Regions from separate parts of the Mus musculus genome. Here regions 2 and 3 are each linked to region 1. A link is a contact called in public Hi-C and HiChIP or PLAC-seq data. All regions are on one chromosome and are shown on one strand. The core of a region is the stretch at or near the end of the contact, and the rest is flanking DNA. Distances in the headings are between cores, read along the strand shown. Region 1 holds the start of Ube2e2 (ubiquitin-conjugating enzyme E2E 2). Region 2 overlaps Gm32587 (a long non-coding RNA gene). Region 3 has its middle 8.2 kb from the start of Gm32587.

What was found. A called contact is a pair of places that touch in the nucleus more often than the background predicts. HiChIP or PLAC-seq counts read pairs in DNA pulled down with a chosen protein or histone mark.
Region 2: a Hi-C map of cortical neurons shows a contact between it and region 1, with 1.7 times the contacts expected there. The contact joins the enhancer-like site here to the promoter of Ube2e2 in region 1. A contact is called at or near these places in 8 of 39 promoter capture datasets (the 3T3-L1 cell line, 3T3-L1-derived adipocytes, the HPC-7 cell line and 4 more), 2 of 484 Hi-C or Micro-C datasets (cerebral cortex and cortical neurons), 7 of 115 datasets of contacts at active chromatin or transcription factors (embryonic forebrain, embryonic limb bud, embryonic stem cells and 3 more) and 2 of 9 other capture datasets (adipose tissue and liver).
Region 3: a contact with region 1 is called in an H3K27ac HiChIP or PLAC-seq map of extraembryonic endoderm stem cells, with 9 times the contacts expected there. The contact joins the enhancer-like site here to the promoter of Ube2e2 in region 1. A contact is called at or near these places in 7 of 39 promoter capture datasets (the 3T3-L1 cell line, cranial neural crest, frontonasal cranial neural crest and 3 more), 9 of 115 datasets of contacts at active chromatin or transcription factors (astrocytes, embryonic limb bud, embryonic stem cells and 3 more) and 2 of 9 other capture datasets (adipose tissue and liver).

What each region holds. Positions count from the first base shown.
Region 1 is chr14:18,891,628-18,895,971 of GRCm38.p6, forward strand. It overlaps Ube2e2 (ubiquitin-conjugating enzyme E2E 2), which reads right to left and starts at 2,144. Exons shown (of 6, transcript NM_144839.2): 1 at 1,958-2,144.
Region 2 is chr14:18,552,926-18,557,131 of GRCm38.p6, forward strand. It overlaps Gm32587 (a long non-coding RNA gene), which reads left to right. Exons shown (of 3, transcript XR_874230.2): 3 at 1-2,109. Among named protein-coding and RNA genes, the nearest start is that of Gm38620, 61 kb to the left of the region's middle. Within about 2 kb of position 1,851, at least 33 of the 459 cell types and tissues checked have an H3K27ac peak or open chromatin away from gene starts, as enhancers often do. A contact at or near this core is called in cortical neurons, where this site is marked.
Region 3 is chr14:18,453,275-18,457,473 of GRCm38.p6, forward strand. No RefSeq gene overlaps it. Among named protein-coding and RNA genes, the nearest start is that of Gm32587, 8.2 kb to the right of the region's middle. Within about 2 kb of position 2,472, at least 2 of the 459 cell types and tissues checked have an H3K27ac peak or open chromatin away from gene starts, as enhancers often do. A contact at or near this core is called in extraembryonic endoderm stem cells and second pharyngeal arch cranial neural crest, where this site is marked.

The DNA of each region.
Region 1 (4,344 bases), core at 894-3,393:
TGACAAATCCTCCTGAGAACACTGATAAGCATTATAAAACCATTTAGACAAAGGCTCTGTATCTCCTATTCAAATGTCAAGACTTAAGAGACTTTCTGCTGAGTGTTTTCTGAATCCTTGATTACAGAAAAAAGGGGACAACATGATTGTGTACTCTGGCACAATTAACTCTTATGAGAGGAAATCCTCTGCAGGTCACTCAAATGAACTATGTATAAAATTGGTGCCTTGTCTCTCTAAAGTAAAAATGAGTAGGTCCCTGAATTAAAACTTCTACATATTAACTTCTCTGGCATTTTAAAATTAATTCCTAAAGAGCTAATTCCCTAACCTAGAAGGAAGCTAAATTCCAGGGATCTAAACACAAATACATCCTCCAATGACAGTTTCAAAGATCTTAAGACACCTAAAGTGATATTTTTACTTCAGATTCAAGTAACCCTTAGTTTCTAACTAAATATAAACATATTACATTTAGGTATTTAAACACACTCATTCTTTTTGAGCTTTATTGACTATGTGCTCTGTGATGTCATCAGGCTCTGGAAATTCCCAGCACATAGTGAGTGAAATTAGCGTGTTTCAGAAAAACTTACGGATCTAAACAAATCCCACCGATGAAACCAACAGTACTCAAGTCCACATTACTATTCAAATCATCAAATGTCATGATTTTTAAAAACTTAGAAAAGCAAGTATTCATTTGTGCAGCTGCAACAGGAAAATGTGAACTTGCATTGGCATACCAGTTTTTCTACTTGTGATTTCTGAACTTTTCCAAAACATAAAATACTTTATATTATACGCCAAACCTGTAGCGCTATCCAGCTTCCCAAGTGTCTGAAAAGATATTTATTTGGAAAATAAAAGTGGAGCACCTGATTGAGGGAAGTGCTGTGCCCTAGAGGAAAGAGCTCAAGGTATGACATATGAAAACACTCCATCTTCACCATCACCCACAAACAAGACTGCCAAGCGCCCAGGAGCATCCTGACTGCCTGAAGAAAGACAAATATTTAGATTCCCAAGATTGCATTTCTAGAGCATGCTTTTCAAAATCCAAGGATTTAAAACTAAGATGAGCTTTAAAAAAATCTTAAAAACAGTAAGGTAATCAGAGGTAAGTCCTAGCACATTCTTTTGTACTTTAAAATGGAAATACTCAAGTAGACCCTCAAAATTACAAAATACAAGGTTAGAGGATAAGAATCTTGCAAATCAGCAAATAAGTCCAAGAGCTGCCACCAAGCCCAGGGTGATGATGTCTCTCTAATGCGGCCTTAATTTCCTTTAGGGAAGATGGATGGGGCATTTCTGGTTAGTTGTGGAAAAAGAGACACAAGAAGCCAGGCTTTATGTTCATTAGAATTGGAAAAGGGCAAATGGATCAAAACATTAGTAGCGAAGAGGGGGTGGGTGGGGGTGGGAGGACAAGGGTAATCCAGTTTCCAATCAGGCCAGTGGGTGCTGCAGAGAAGCCAGAGGAAAACTGGCTTCGGAGCCAAACTGTGCCAAGCATCGGGCATTACAAAAGACCAGTGTGACAACCCACACCCCGGGGCATCACGCACACACCCAGCGGGTACTCCCTCACCCTCACCTCCTGTAGCAATTATGCAATTTGGGAAGAGCTCCGGACAGCCGGGCACTTTGCGCCGCGACATCCATCCTGGACTTTGCGGAGACTTAGTTCCTGGCTGCGGTGGGCTCGGGAGGGGAGGGGAGAGGTCCTCGTGGGCGAAGGACGGCCACACTCTGCGGGACGGGGGAGGGGCGCGCGGGCCCCAGCGGACACGCGCAGGGTCAGGGAGGCCTGCGGGGCCGCGGGCGCGCACCCGAGCCGAGGCCGCGGCGGGGGCGGGGATCTCGCCGGGCTGGCCCTCGCCGCGTGGGGTCCCCGCGCGCCCCACGCCGCGGCTCTGGCCGCGGCCACGCCCGCCCGCCCTCACCTACTCACCTCGCGGCGTCGCCCGCGCTCCAGCCGCGGCTCCGACGCCGAGTCCGGGAGTGAAACCGCCGCCTCCGCGAGCCGCCGCCGCCGCCACCGCCGCCGCCGCCCGCCGTCCGCGCGCGCCCCCTCCCAAGCGCGCGCTCGCCCTGCCTGCCCTGAGAGCCCGCGACAGCGCGAGCCCCACGTCGGCCTCGCGGTGTCGCGCCCGCGAGCCCGCGACGCGATTTAGCCCCGCCCCCGCCGGCGCGTGCCCGCTCGAGGACCTGTGAGGTGCGCGCGCAAAAGTAAAGTGACAGCTGAGTCCTGGGCTGGGCGGGCCGGAGCAAAGGCGGGTTAGGGCGAAGGGAAAGGGAGGAGGGAAATCGAGGCTCAACGGCGGCGGGAAGGGAGGGACGAGAGGACCTTGAGGAGCGCACGAATTAAAGGGACACGCGGGCTAAGGGGTGGGGTTGCGCTTCAATAAGGTGCAGTGCGGCGGACTGGGATGAGGGGTAGGGAGAACACACACACACACACACACACACACACACACACACACACACCTGCACCACCAGCTCGTGCTCGCGCAGGACCCACCTGCACCGCTGTTGGAAAACTTCGCGTGGGCCCGGGTGAAGCCACATTTTACCCCTTAACTGCTGCAGGGAAGGTCCTGCGGTGCCTAGTCCTGTCCAGGGCTGCTAGCTGTCACTCTGGGAGGCTGGGGAGGGCGGGGCGGGACGAAGGGGGCAGCACTATCAGAGCAAGTGGGAGGCTGCCACTGTGCCTGAAAGACACAGGTGGGATAGTAGCCATGCTGTGGGTGGCCTGAGGAATATAAGGTTGCCCTGTCATTGTAGCCCAAAATAGCTACTTAAAACAAAACAAAACAAAACAAAACAAAAACCTGCACATGCTTTGTTAACTCAGCGCCCATGAACTCACTTCACCACCACCACCACCACCACCACCACCACCACCACCACCACCACCACCACCACCCACACACACACACACACAACACCTCCAGCCTATCATAACCGCTGAGATCTAGGACTACTCTTAACTTCTGTGAGGATTCTTGGGAGTGGCTGAGCCCATGCACTAGTCCTGCTCAGCAGAGAGGGCTAAAGACAGACCTCCATTTCAAGTATGGTCCAAATCACTTGAACAGTGCTAGCCAATACATAGGAAACCATGGGAAACCCAACCTACCAGATGCCATAGGCCACCATGGGAATGTGAAGTTCTGAGTCAATCAAGCAGCCTAAACAACTAGTGCAAAAAGACCCCAGAGACTAGAGCAATACAAGACTCATAACCTGTATCTGGAACAGAAAATGCTTCCACGAGATACATTCAAGAACTGGCTTTTAACCAATTACATCACTGAAAACTGCCCAAAGCAGCTAGTAATGTCTAGCCTGGAACTGACTACTGAGAAAAAAAAAATGACAGCACCTTTGTCCTTACGAATGTCAGCTCAAGAATGTATGAGAGGAAGAGTTAGAAATGAGTGAAACCTGGTTTTCTGGTTTGTGTGGCCACTTAAATCTGTCTCATGGTGTGTGTATTTCCGACATAGTACAGTGTATTAGTAGAAATGCATCATATTTAGAATATGATCAAATACAGTATTTCATAGACAGTCTTAACCTCATGAACTCTTTGCCTATTCCCATTCTTCTGATTATGTTTCAAGAATACAGAAGTAGCAGAGCCTTGACTGTGTTTTGAAACCCTTTAAAAATTGTTTTGTTTTGATGCTGGGATTTGACCCAGGGCTTCAACAGGCTAAGCAGGCACAGAAGTTCTGCCACTGAACTCTACATCCTGCCTCTGGTAGCCTATGCTTCTGTGTGTGTGCTGTTGGCTTACAATGAATGTTTCATAAGAAAACACCCTTCTGCCCCAGCCACTGTTGAGTCGTTTTGTTGTTCTGTCACTGGCAGTGGGGCTTGGGGATGTTGTGATGTCAGCTTCCACTCAGGGAATAGAATTGAAGAGCTTCGATGCCATTGTTGAAACTGTGTTTCAGCAGCATTTTGTCCATCTGCAGATGTTTTAGCTGGCATTTTTCAAAGTTCAAAACAGGACTATAAGTCCGATTCACCCTTATCATTCATTCTAGGAATACTAAATACTGTGGGCCAGGCTCTTGTTTATTGAGTCTAGGTAGTAGGGATATAACTATGAATGAAGAGGAGAGCCAGGCCTCACAGGGTTTCCCTGTTCTTATCCTTGTCAGTTTCACACTCTACATTAGATCATTAGTGAATTCTGCTGATCTTGTTGTCCAAAATGTCTGCTGATCATTATTCCAGAAAGCAACAGCCAGTCAAGTCCCAGGTATATGTATGGCAATGAGTCTCTATTACAAAAATGTGGCATCTCTAACACAACCCCTACACCCC
Region 2 (4,206 bases), core at 601-3,100, 340 kb before region 1:
CTGCAAGGCTTTAGAGACTTCCAGGAACTCCCTGCTTCTTTTGGTAAGTCTGTAGGTCTTCAGATTAGGGATGTGTGCAACAACAGGGACGAATCCCTAAAGACATGAGTGAGGGAAGCCAAATGGAATCTCGAACCAACAAACCCACCCAAGGAGGCAAATGTAAACCATCCCTGGAGACGCTTGTGGGTCTCACAAGGCACATTAAGGGAATTCCTGAGATGAATGACACGTTCCACCTCTTGTTTGGGGTATTGTCACAGGTGAGCAGAACTGTTGAAGTTGCCAGGCTTAATGTCTACATTTGATGCATTTTATTATGTTTTTAAAGTTTTGAAAATGAAACACATCAAGATTCTTATTACATTAAACATACCCTGAACCTGTTTGTACTGGATCTCGGTTGCACAACTCCTAACTGTAGCACCTTTACCTACTAACCAATTGTTCTTAGATTTGTTTTCATATTTATAAACTGGTAGTAGAAACAGTTCTTGGTGCAAAGGGAGCTGGATGTAGGGGTGAGCTGATGCTCTGAAGCTCTGTGTGAGCAATGTGAAGTTCTGTGAGAGCCTACCACCTCTTTTCCCTTAGTTCACTGAAGTCTCCTGGCTGCTTCATGTTGCCGCCACTCTTTTTCTCAAATCCACAGGACACCATTCCCACAGACTGCATACCTGAGCATAATGTTCTGCAACTGAGGCAGGCAGTGTCAGCACGATGGCATTTGTGTCCTCTGTATGATCACAGACCATGGGAAGTAAGAATGCCACAGGGATGGTTCAGTTCCATCATACTCACCCAACGCAAGGCCCACTCTTGACCAAACACTGTTCTAAGGTTTTTGACTTTACCTGAACAAATCTCATGTGAATTACTTAACTTTCAGGGGTTCTAGTTTGACACGTCAAACAGTAACATTATAATGTAGATATTTTGTGGTTTTGGCAGTGCTGTGGTGGGGAAGAGGGAGCTGGTGGAGAATGGGAGATCAAGGAGGAGGAGGAGGAGGAGGAGGAGGAGGAGGGAGAGGAGAAAAAGAGGAGAAGGAGGAGGAAGAAGAGGGGGAGGAAAAAGACAATGGGGGTGGGAAGAAAGAATTTACTGGAACCCTGCTGGCTTCCATTCTGTGGGCACTTGAACCTCTCCAGGGTAGGCTGGCAGAGCCTTTATTCCAAAGCCTGGCATTTCTCCCCAAGGCACCATTTCCAACTAATGAGGGTAACTCAAGTGAATCCACAGGAAAGAAAAAGGAAAGTGATATTTTAATTTTACCCAGTTCAGAACATTCAAAGGAATGTGCCTGCAGTTCTGACTCATGAATGTATCAATGCTTTATTTTAGGAGCAGAAATGTGTTCAGTCCAAATTGGCCGTGGAGTGAATAAACATTATTTTTCCACTAAATACACCTCTAAAACAATGGGAAATCTTTCTACAAAGACTGGAAAGAAAAAAACAAAAACAACAAAACCACACAGCAATGACGAGCCTCACCACCCAGAAAAGGGAGCCCCAGAGCTGACCATACTGGCTGTAAAGGACATCCCTGCCTTCAGGCAGTCTGTGTTGCCTTCCCCAGATACCAGGCTGGAAGGATTGTTCCAATTTCCCCCAGCTTTACTCCATTCTGTTACCTGAGATCTATGCGACATCAGGACCAGCATGCATTTGGCTCACTGGTTTTGGCTCCTAATTAAGCAATTAGTAAATTCATAATTGTGCACATCAAATACATATGTGCTGGGCAGTGCCGTTGTGCAAGGTTGACATGCGAGCTTTAGCCTCCCACATCCCCCTTTAAGATTCATCCCCTTAGCAGCTATTCAAACAGGCCAGTTTGTCTATAGGGAGTTGGCATGAGTAATGTACAGCTCAGAGGATTAGAGGAAGGAAAGAGGGAGCATGTGTGTGCATACACATACACACACACACATACACATACACACACTCCTCTTGAGTTGACTATTTATTGAGGAAGTATTAAGAAGGGGTAGAGCCAAGAGGGGTAGTTTAATGATGGTAGAGACAGAAATGCAGTAATAACAATATAAATGCAGAATTCTATATCAGTATATGGCCCTTTTATTCATTAATCACAGAATGAAAACAAGCTAACAAAGGAAAAAAAGTCCCAAACTATGTCCCATTTCTGTTACCTAAAGACATGCAATCTTTTCAGCTGTTTAAAAGCCCTGGCTTTTAAATTAGAGATCCTGAAAGATTGTTTCCTTTCAACTGAAAGGCCAGGCTGGTTTGATTTCTTTTCTTTTCTTTTCTTTTCTTTTCTTTTCTTTTCTTTTCTTTTCTTTTCTTTTCTTTCAATGTACAAATTTTAAAAATGCTAGAAAAAGCTGGTGAAATGGGTGGGTGCCTGCCACTAGGCCTAATGACCTAAGTTGGGTCCTGGGACTCTCACTGGGAGGGAGAAAAATCTGTATTGAAAGATGTAGTGGTTTGAATATCCTTGGACCAGGAAGTGGCACTTTTAGGAGGTGTGGCCTTGTTGGAGAAAGTGTGTCACCGTGGGGGTGAGCAATGAGAGAGATCCTCTTCCTAACTATGTGGGAGTCAGTCTTCTCCTAGCAGCCTTCAGAGGAAGATGTAAAACTCTCAGCTCCTCCTGCACCATGCCTGCTTGGACACTGCCATGCTTCCTGTCATGGTGATAATGGATTGAATCTCTGAACCTGTAAGCCAGCTCTAATTAAATGTTTCTTTATAAGAGTTGCCTTGGTCATGGCAATAAAACCCTAACTAAGACAAATTTGTCCTCTGACCCTTACAGGAGTGCTGTGGCACATATGTATTGCCCACTCCCAACAATAAATAAGAAAAATATTTTTTTAAAGGAATGTTAGTATCCCCTGGAAAGCCCCTGCCCTGTCCCCACATAAGAATACACTGTCCAGGGCTCCTTGTCATCCTATTCATTAAAATTTGTCCAGAACTAAGGCTGTAGAGTGTGTGTGGTTTGAAGACTTGGTCACCAGGATCGGCCTCCTTGTAGTGAAGGATGTGAAGATGGGAGAGGAGCATGTAAAGCTCAAGAGGGTTAAGTCTTCAGGAGGTCACTCTTAGTTGGATCACCTCAGCTAAGCCACAGGCGATAAGTGGGAGGCAGTATCCCTCTCCAATTTATAGGGGTTAATTTATTGATCTGAGGAGACAGATGTCAAGAATCCCTGGCAACATCTGGTGGTTCTGTTTTTTTTTTGTTTTTGTTTTTTTTTTTTTGCAGCTCTTAGATCTGTGTCTACCTGTAACTTGAATTCCCTATCTGCAGCACTAGCAGAGAGAGAGAGAGAGAGAGAGAGAGGGGGGGGTTCACATCTCCAAACCACACTCTTCCCTTTCTGTTTCACTCCCTACAACAGGATGGAGTTTACTGTCCACTCTGAGATCACTTCCTTCTTCAACTCCTCACCCTGTAGCATGGTGCAGCCCATTCCTGGGTACTTCTAGGACACACAAGAGTCCTACACCTGGTGTGACAGTCCAGAGAACCCAGGGTTTCACTCATGCTGGGCAAGAACTCTACCATTGACCCATTTCATTTTTATTTATTATTTAATTTTATTTTTTTATATTTAAACAATTTTTCATTAGATATTTTCTTCATTACAATTCAAATGCTATCCTGAAAGTCCCTTATACCCTCCCCATGCCCTGCTCCCCAACCCACCCACTCCTGCTTCTGGCCCTGGCATTCACCTGTATTGGGGCATATAATCTTTGCAAGACCAAGGGCCTCTCCTTCCAATGACGGCCGATTAGACCATCTTCTGCTACACATGCAGCTAGAGACACGAGCTCAGGGGGTACTGATTAGTTCATATTGTGGTTCCTCCTATAGGGTTGCAGACCCCTTCAGTTCCTTGGGTACTTTCTCTAGCTCCTCCATTGGGGGCCCTGTGTTCCATCCTATAGATGACTGTGAGCATCCACTTCTGTATCTGCTAGGCACTGGCATAGCCTCACAAGAGACAGCTATGTCAGGGTCATGTCAGCAAAATCTTGCTGGCATATGCAATAGTTGCTGCAGACCCTCTCGGGTCCCTTGTTTGTGTAGGACAGGTCTCTGGGTGCAGATGGGCAAGGCGAAAGACAGACAAATGCACACAGGAGATTGTGTAGAATCTGAATGTATTGTCACAAAGTGAACACCAGTCTTATATAATACAGAAAATAAAGGGGGTAGGAAGTC
Region 3 (4,199 bases), core at 1,222-3,721, 440 kb before region 1:
TGTGATTGTAACCCTGTCTCTTTGCTGCCAAATATCCCATTTGGAAACCCCTACTCCTGAACTATAAAACCCTATCTTCCCCATGCCCAATGCTTATCATTTGAACCCTGACTTAGGGAAAGACACCCATGTACATGAATAAAAAAAAAGCCTCGTATAATTAATTTGGCCATGATTTGCATCAAGGGTTTTTCTCCTTGCATCTGCGGGCTGAACAACTGAACAACAGTCCTTAGGTTAACCATATCACTGGTACTAATAAATATTTTTAAGTATGTGGATGCAGGAATGAATTAAATAAGGACCAAGAAAGGAACAGAAGAGAAAGTAAGAGGGGTTGAGTTTCCTTGTGCCTTGTGTTTATCTTGTGTGTATTTTATGTTGATGTGGGCCCCAGTGCTGGCCTCTAAACTGCATGTTCTGAGTTCCCACTTTTTACTTTCCACATTGCTCTCAGTTACTCCATTATAGTCTGGCTTTGACTCAGCAGAAAAACAAGGATGTTAAGGAAAGGAAGGGCAGGCTGGGAATGGGGTGACAATAGGAATCTCCAGAGTGACCCCTTCTTCTGCTTCTGGAATTAGAGTTCTAGGAAGCAAACAGGGAGAAAGAGGCTATCTCCTTCCCACTTCCTTCCAGGTGTGAGGTCAAGACACTTAGTCTAACTCCTCCCGGGAGAGTCAGCTATTGAAATGAGGTTAAGACCAGCATGGTTTTCTTCATAGCACTGCAGACATCTGTTGAGTGGACAGTGTGGTTCAGGGATGACTGCCTGCCGGGCTTCTGGAGGTTACTTTTGTCAAGACTGAAAATGCCCCAAAGGACTTAGTGGATGGGGGAAATTCTAATGGCAGATGACCTTACAGCCCTGCAGGCTCTCCTGAAACCAAGTTCAACAAACAACTGTGTGCCTGGCAAGCCTGGACCTATTTTTTTTCCCCCAGGGCGACTCCTTGAATACCCCCATTTGAGGCCATATGCCTGGTAATGGTGCACGCTCAAGCACAATCCTGGTTTGCAGGCGAATTGAGGGACACATGTCAGTTCACCTGAAATTAGCCCCAGCCCTGAAATTACTCATGAGATGTTTTTACTTTTTAAAATCCTGAGAAAACTTTAGGACCCCACTGGGATTCTCAGATTTCAGGTCTTCAGCAATCCATGGCAGATGGGGAGGGAATGATTTCTGGTAGACTTTATTGACTAAACTTGCCTGTAATACCTATGGGAAGGGAAGAGGGAACTAATTTCCCCTTTGTAAGATGATAAGGATAACAATAATAATCATGTTGCCATTATGATGATGATTAACATATCTAAAGACTTAGTAACAGTGCCTGGCTCATGGTATCATTCAGTATTTATGTCTCTTATCCTCTTGTTTTGATTTTTTTAAAAATAAGTAGCTTAACTGATACACTAATGGGCCACAGTGAAGAGCTGCTCTTTCTCCGAGTCCCTTTCCCATCTGGAGTGATTTCTGGGCCTTTTAACATCCATCCAGATAATCAAGACAGATATGTATTAGGATTTTTTTTTTAAATGTATGAAGCTTTAAAATGACTAATGATAGTGCACAACACATTTCTGTGACATCTTTTTTTTTTTTTAAATAACAGCTTTGTTGAGATATAGCCCACAAAGCATATAGCTCATCCACTCAGAACATACTTTGCCTTTTTCCATATCATGTATCTCACAGCTTCACACATCCCCAACCATATAATATATACCATCATCTTCTTTGTGAATACACCATTCCCTGTATGGCTGGTTCATGGCTTTCCTTGCTCAGTCATCTATTTATCTATCGATCAATATATCTATCTATGGATACACAAGAGAGGAGTGGAATGGGAAAGGTCTCTTGTGAGTCAGGCTGGCCTTGAACTTACTATTTAAGATGACAATGAACTTCTGTTACTCATGCTTCCAGCTGCATGTCAGCCATGAATGTAGTGAGGAGCAATTGCATTAAGTCCTGTGAAAGAAGAGCTGAGAACCGTGCCTGTCTCGTGGAAAAGGTCCTTTTCGAGCATAGAGGATATACTTGCTGAGTGTGTAAGAAGCTCTGAGTTCAACGTCCAGCAATACATAACCAAAGCATGGTGTTGAAAGACCCCTGTTTTGGGGAGACCCTCGATCAGGTCCCGGAATGAGCCAATGCCCCAATAGCTCGAGAGAGACCATTCTTGATGCAATATTGCATGAGGTTTATTCAGGAATCAGAGCATGCTGAGGCTGAGCTCATAACCTGCACAGGGGCAGAGGAGATCGACCCTCAGCAGTTGCAGTGGAGGGTTTTTAAAGGAAAAAAAAAACACAAAGAAAGGGGAAGCTGAGTAAACAGCATAAGAATGGGGATGATGAATTACAGCTCATCTCTTACGGAAAGGTTACAGGCTATCTTTGGCAAACATTCTTGGTCCCTTACACAATGAATCAGGTGCCTGAGTGGGTCAAGATTGTGGTGAACAAGTTCCTGGGATTAGGTGGGTCACCCAGTGGTCATTGGTTTTTCAGGCTGAAGGCGAAAGAACAAAGAACTCCATGCTGGGCGTTGTTTCTAGGGGTCTAAGAAACACATTGAGTTGGGGTCTTACAGTGTCATGTGTCAGTAATACCAGCACTCAGTAGAGAGAAGTAGCAGGATCAAGAGTTTAAAGTCACCATTGGCTACATAGTGACTTCAAGAGTGGGCTGGGCTACATGAAACCCTGCTTTAGAACATACACACAAACACAAACAGCCTTTTCTTGCTGTGGTTATAGGAAAGACTGAAAAATACCTCTGATCTCATGCCAGTCAAATTCTCAGGGGCCACCATTCATTCTCAGATTGTTCCGATCTGTTCCAGTAGCTATGGGTGACTTGTATGCAAACTTATGTCCGTGTGTAGTATGTATACCTTTAAGCGTGCTATAGTGAGAACCTGGCTTACAGCTGAATAATGGGCCCACCATTATAACTGGTCAACAGAATTTTGATAGTTAGTAGAGTTCTATTAAAATAAAAACTCCAGTACTTCCCAGTTGTCCTTGCCATCTTCCCTTCCAAGCCCCTGTCATGATGTCAAGATTCATGAATGGAAGTCATATAATTACTAATAACAGTGTATTAGTCACAGAGGACATGTTAAAACCACAGTAGCTGTGAGGTACAAGGTTTCTGGTGTGTAGGTATGTTATGGCTGATTGTAACTAAGGAACAGGCCCAAGCTGCCAGTGAATGGGATGGACTGATAGATTTCAGAGGAACAGTTGGACATGCAGTCAGGGTACCATCCACCGGTATCCATCATTCAGGGCAGAACTGGTAGAAACCTGGATATCCATCAATATAAGACTGAAAGGGCTTGGGCTGTGGCTTACTTGGTAGAGCACTTGCCTAGTATGTAGGAAACCCTGGTTTTAATCCCCTCCACTGCAAAAACTGAGATATGTTGACATATGCTTGTAATCCTAGCAGTAGGCAGATAGAAGCATGGGTAATGGTGAATGGAAGTTCACTGTTTTCTTAAATAGTAAGTTGAAGGCAGAGCTACCCTTTCCATTCCACCCCTCTCTCATATATCGATTGATACTTGTTGGAGGACTTCGGTCAGTGAGTGAGCAGCCCAGATCCTTCCTGCTTTTTCCATTGTGGGCACAGAGGTCCTGGATGTGAGCAAAATGAAGGATAAAAAATATGACTGCACATAGGACCTGTTCTCAGAAGGAATGGTTAATACACAGAACTCCTGAGCATGATGTGTTTCTGCATAATTCTTCCATCTAAGGTGTGTTCTCTGAAGACTTTTGGGAGCATACAAAGGAAGCACAAAGTACCTGTGTAGACAAAAGGCCTTCGGTTATGTTGAGCTTGCTGGCTGTGGGACTCTGCTGCTTCCTTCCCTTGGGGTGCTGGGGATGGGGTGGGGTCAACCCTAGGATTCACATGTACCAGGCATGTGTTCTTCCATTGAGTTACACTTACAGCTGTTGGCTTCAACCATCTTTTTAGCACCAGTGGGATACTGAGTCTGCGGGCTTTTTTTTTTTTTTTTTTTTTTTTTTCTTTAGAGTCTTATGTAACCCAGCCTTGAAGTGGGATATTAATTGAGTAAATTTGATGCCTCTTAAATTCCTGTCAGCATTCAGCATTAAATAATGAACTTAAAGTTCTCAACATGGGCTAAGGTAAGGTTTGTACAAAATGGT